Regions from separate parts of the Callithrix jacchus genome. Here region 1 is linked to region 2. The links are chromatin contacts, called in public Hi-C maps. All regions are on one chromosome and are shown on one strand. Each heading gives the region's core, a stretch centred on a gene start, on an enhancer-like site or on the middle of the called end of the contact. The rest is flanking DNA. Distances are from core to core; before and after follow the strand shown. Region 1 overlaps KLHL31 (kelch like family member 31). Region 2 holds the start of GCLC (glutamate-cysteine ligase catalytic subunit).

Region 1 (2,700 bases), core at 124-2,623, 97 kb after region 2:
GGTCCTTAGGGACATAGTTTTATTTGGTGATCTTCCCAGGGCATACATTAGGGCCAAGGCTTCCTTTCAACAGATTGGTGTAGCCTTTAGGGTGAGGGTAAGGCTCCCAGGGTACTTGAAATTCTTCTTGAATAGAGGACAAGGGATAAAATGCAAATACTTCTAGTTTAAACAACCAAATGACTCAAATTTACACCATAAATTAAATGACTAATATCGATTCCTTCATTGAGAGCAGGATTATGGCAGAAAATACGCTGGGGCCTGAGGTATGGAGGAAGAGGAATTTTGGCTAACACAAAGGTTATTAACTGCAGTCCCTGGGTGGAATCCCTATTCCTTTTCAGTCAGATTTTGTTTTAAGCTTTATTACATTGTCATGGGATATCTTTCAAAATCCTTTACTCAATCAAGTATGGGGGGGAATTGCGTTAAAATACAGAATTAAATCTTAAGTCTTTACGGATATCGATGATTTTCATTTTTAAATAAAATCTATACGAATACCTTCAACTTCGTTAAGAAAAAAGGAGAGAGGAAAATAAACTTTTGAACACGAAATCACTTACATAAACCTCAAGTGTACTAACGTGTGGAGGAAAAAAAATCTCAAATGTGGGTGTAACCGCTATACTTTCGGGAAACGTGCCGCCTTGGAAGAGTGCCTGTAACGAATTCCGTCTGCCACCCAGTGGCCACTGAAATAAATTTCTTTTGTTGGCTATGGCTCTGGATTTTGCTAAGAAAAAAAAAAAAAAAAAAAAAAAAAAAGAAGACACAGAGGTAGATTATGCCATACCAGGAATTTAAAGCCATCAAGACATGTGCCTCGACATGTTTTACCATACGATCAGTGTAGTAAATGCTAAATATTTTCCTTTTCGCGAACTCAAAGGTTAACCACGTGGCTCTATAAATAAATAACGTGTTCTTCCGGCGTCCCTGCGTCTACCTGGGCTCAAATACTGACTGGCACGGAAGACACCGAACTGGCCCGGGATTCCCGAGTCACGCTGTTGGGCATCGAGAGGGTGCAGCAGGACACGCCGACGGTGGCCTCGGGTAGCTCGTCGTCCTCCGTCCACTCGTTGAGCTCGGGGCTGAAGCACTGGATGCACTTCTTATACTTCTTCTCGCCCTCGTTCCAGCCCCCTACCAGGTAGGCGCGGCCGTGCAGCGCCGAGGCGCCCGCAGTGCTCACTCCCACCTGCAGCGGCGCCGCGTAGCTCCACTGGCCGGTCGCGGGGCTGTAGCACTCCACTGTCAGCACGTCCACGCGCTCCCCGCGCGGCCCCACCTGGCTGCCGCCCATCACGTACACTCTGTCGCCCAGCGTGACCGCGCAGTGCCAGCCCCGGGGTGTGCTCAGGCTCGGCAGCTCCTGCCACGAGTCGCTGGCCGGGTCGTAGGCGCACACCGAGCGCGAGTAGGCGTTGGCGATGTAGCCGCCGGTCAGCAGCACGCGGCCGTCGGCGACCGCGCCGGCGTGGCAGCAGCGCGCCACCTCCAGGGGCGTCTTCGGTTGCCACTGATTGGTGGAGGGCACGTAGCACTCCAGCGAGGCCAGGCTGCCTTCTGCGTTGCGGCCGCCCGCGGCGTACAGAAGCCCGTTGAACACGCTCAGGCTGAAGTGCGTGCGCTTCTGGTTCATGCTGGCCAGGTGTATCCAGGTGTTGAAGCGCGGATCGTACCTGGAAATGGCAGAGGAGGCGTGACAGCCTTGGCGGCGGCAGCTGGGAAACCCCTGTTACTCTGCAAACCACGCTCCTTACCTGGAGGCTGGCGTTTCTCGCTCAGCCAGTAAAAATGTGTGACACTTGGAAAAGGCAAAGCCGGCATTGACTTCCCCTCGCCCCCTCCCCTCCCCCGTTTATAAGATCACTCCCTTTATGGGGCCACTTGGAGAAGAGCCCAGAGACTGAATCTTTCAGTCCTTCTTTCCTCCATATTCAAATATCTATCATCCAGTGGGATTTATGAGATGTGGCTTTTGTGGCGATCAGAGGTGGGCACCGCCATATTAAAGTCAATTCTGCATATCTTCAGATGCTATCCATTTCTAACTGCCTCTCACTGTTTAAGATACAAATTGACTGACTGGATTTCTCCACTCCTCACAAACCCCTTATTCCTACACCTATCCTGGCCATTGCGACAGTAAAGCCAAGCCACTCCACCATGTCTTCTCTTGTCTGTTAGATTGAGATCAATGGAATACATGCCTAAAAGCATCAACAAAGGCTTAACTTCCTACACTCTTCTATTTTTCAGCACTTATAAAGAAGACTTTTTAGTTTAGGGATAAATATATATATATATATATATATATATTTTCAGTGCTTGGAACTATCCATGCGTAAGCATTGAAATTGATTTCGACTTGAGTACTAACAGGTGTCTTTTCAGCAGAAAGAAAACAAGCATAGTGAACTGATCCTGTCCTGTAGTTTAGAAGTATTGTAAATACAGAACTCACTCCTTCAGTCTGATGTTTATCTTTGTCCCATTTAACTCCCAAATTAAACAACTATAGTTACAAATTAAACACTGAAAATTAGTTAATTGGGTTATTTTAAATGCATACACACAATGGAATAATAAAGAATATTTTTCATGAAATACTACACACATTTTCAGATCTTGCTCATTAGTTATGTTTGACTTTATACTACTACCATGACATAAGCATGACTTTCTGAA
Region 2 (2,700 bases), core at 67-2,566:
TAAAGTTTAGATGCTGGATCTAAGCCATGGAAAGACACTAGCAAATCCTAATGTTGAAGCTTTTAAAAGCATTCCCACTTAGAATTAAACAGGATAGGGAAGGTTCCTCCCCCTTATAGGAAAACTAAGCTGTAATTTACTGGTTTCAATTTATAACTACAAAGTGTGTGTGTTGGAGGGAAAGGGAGATGATAAGTTGGGGAGTTTTAAGAAAAAGACACCTGCATGAGGTAGAGCGAAAGTGGACATCCTGAGGACCTGATTTCTAAAAGCAGCAGGCCTGCTAGGACAACTTAGCCTCTTTCATACTGATCGCAAAAGCAAATTTTAAACTTGTAAGGTGGATCCTGGTAGTTGCCGGTCTGCAGATACACCAGGTTGAAGACTCGCAGCACCTAATGTCACTTTTTCATGTTCACGCCCTCCCAGAGCCCAGTCCGTGTTTATGGAATGAAGGGGAAAACCCTAAATAATGAATGAACGAGAAATGAGTCTAGTCAGGAGGATGGCCCTGGACACCGACTAGGAGAAGGCAGGGACGATGCTCCCGGGGCCGGGAGGCGCTCGAGGACCCCCGGACACAGTGGAGAACGCGGACCGCGATCGGGCAGGGGTGTAGGGCCAGACAAAGGCAACGCTAGCGGCCTGACAGGGGTGCCGAGCGGGGGCGGGGGCCGCGGGCGCTCACCTCATCTCCCCATTTGAGAACGTCCTTGTGCCGGTCCTTGACTGCGTGGTAGATGTGCAAGAACTGGAGGATCCCATGCCTCCGCACGTGGTCCGCATGGCGCTTGGTTTCCTCCCAGCTCAGCGGCGAGCCCTGGGACAGCAGACCCATGGCCGCCCCCTCCTCCTCCTCCTCGGGGCTGACGGCGGTCGCCCGCTACGGGCGCGAGCCGGACACTCAGCCGCCAGCAGAAGGCAGCTGCCGCTCCACCCCGCGGGGGCGCCCTCGGGCCGCAGTCGGCAGAGGGAGGGTCCCGCCCGCTCCGGCTCCCCGGCGGCGACCCCTGGCGCCCAGGTGACAGACCCTGGGTCCTACGCACTGCGCGGACGCGGAGGCAGAAGACCAAGGGCAGGCGGGACGGCTCTCAGCCCGGCGGCCTTGCTCAGACCCGCTCCCTCCTGCTCCCGCTCCTACTCCTGCTCCTGCTCCTGCTCCGATGCGGCGGCGGCGGCGGACTCCACGGCCACACTGCCGCGGCGGCTCCCGCTTCTCTTAGCCGGCGTGGTGCACTGGCTTCTTCCTACTTGTGACCAAAACCTGCGCCGCCGCCGAGCATGCCCAGTTTTCGCGTCCGCTAGCTGGCCGCTCCTGGGCGCGATCCGTCGCTCCGGGTTTTATAGACTACGGGCGAAGGCGTGGAGAGGAGGCGGTGCAGCGGCGGAGGCGCGGCCGGGAGCCGGGTGGGAACCCGGGACGCAAAGGAGGCGGGTACCGGGGAGGTTGGGGCGGTGTCGAAGAGAGCAGCTGACGGGAGCGGGGCGTGAGGTCGGCCTCGCTTTAAGCAAACGCGACATGTCAAAATGCATTTTTTTTTTTTTTCCAAACCAAAAGAGATAAACTTGGGGTCGAGGAAGAAAGTTGATTATTTGAATCAATGACGAACCCACCATGTTATTTTTTAGTTGGACAGGGCCTCACACTTGAATCAGAGTGAGGGCGGTAGAATGTGTTGAGAAAAGTGTTTACATGGGAGTGAGGTGAAACAGTTCAACTCTAGGCTCCATCACTTACTGATTGTGAGACTTGGAGAAGTTCTTCCCACATCTGCATAAAATTAGATTAATTCTATCTTTTACAGATGTCATAATTATGTGCATAGTGTACATGTGTATAGTGTTGATGGCCAGTAAATTGACCCGATTATTAAGAGGAATCAACTTGTCAACATGTGTAAATCATCATTATTCGCTACTCTCTTGATTAACATATGTTCTCTGGATGGCACGGACACCATTTATTGCAAAAAGTCTCCGGACAGACCATGTGAGGAACCATCTCCAAAAGTTTATCCTCCATGTAAACCTAAGATTCATTCATTAAGTGATCAAAATGACGTTCATGTGAGCCTATGATGGGGGCTGAAGATAGTGGGAACACCTAGAGTTGACCTTATCTCGGAGGGAAAGGAGAGGAAGGAATTACCTTGCCCCCAAATAATTGTTCAATAAATATATGTTTACAGAGCAATGACCTGTCAGGGGAAAAGTGAAAGCAACTAGATATACATGTACCTACCAGGAAAGTGTGTATTTTTCATACCCTCTTCCCTGGCACTACAGAGTTAACATTTAGTAAGCACTTGTTAATTGTCTTACGAGTATATGATAGGATTCTCTTCTCATATTGGGTGTGCCCCTCACAGAGCCTGGGGACATTAATACCCAAGGTCTGACTGGGATTTCTACAATGGTGTGAGAGTGTGTGTGTGTGTGTGTGTGTGTGTGCGCGGTGGGGATGTTTGAAGCTCAGGAGATGTTTTCATCCTCATCACACAGCTGGGATAGAGACCAAACCACAGTTAATTTTTCCACAACCTTTTCAAAAACTTCCTTTGCCCTCCCACCAACCTCACTAGATCTGTATATGGTCCTGGCACTCTGTTGTTTTCCTGCTTGAAATTCTCCACCTGACACACTCAGGTTCATCCTTGGAGTCACAGTTATTCCTCTCTGTATTTGGTTGCATTCGTACTT

Evidence for each region. Hi-C and Micro-C count contacts between places; a contact is called where the count stands out from the background.
Region 1: a Hi-C map of skeletal muscle shows a contact between it and region 2, with 3 times the contacts expected there. The contact joins the enhancer-like site here to the promoter of GCLC in region 2. A contact is called at or near these places in 2 of 3 Hi-C or Micro-C datasets (both in skeletal muscle).

Annotation. Positions count from the first base shown.
Region 1 is chr4:61,874,013-61,876,712 of calJac240_pri, forward strand. KLHL31 (kelch like family member 31) reads right to left here. Exons shown (of 3, transcript XM_002746659.6): 3 at 1-1,691. The coding sequence ends at 959. Among named protein-coding and RNA genes, the nearest start is that of KLHL31, 15 kb to the right of the region's middle. Within about 2 kb of position 1,374, at least 8 of the 16 cell types and tissues checked have an H3K27ac peak or open chromatin away from gene starts, as enhancers often do. A contact at or near this core is called in skeletal muscle, where this site is marked.
Region 2 is chr4:61,777,192-61,779,891 of calJac240_pri, forward strand. GCLC (glutamate-cysteine ligase catalytic subunit) reads right to left here and starts at 1,317. Exons shown (of 15, transcript XM_078370701.1): 1 at 689-1,317. The coding sequence starts at 838.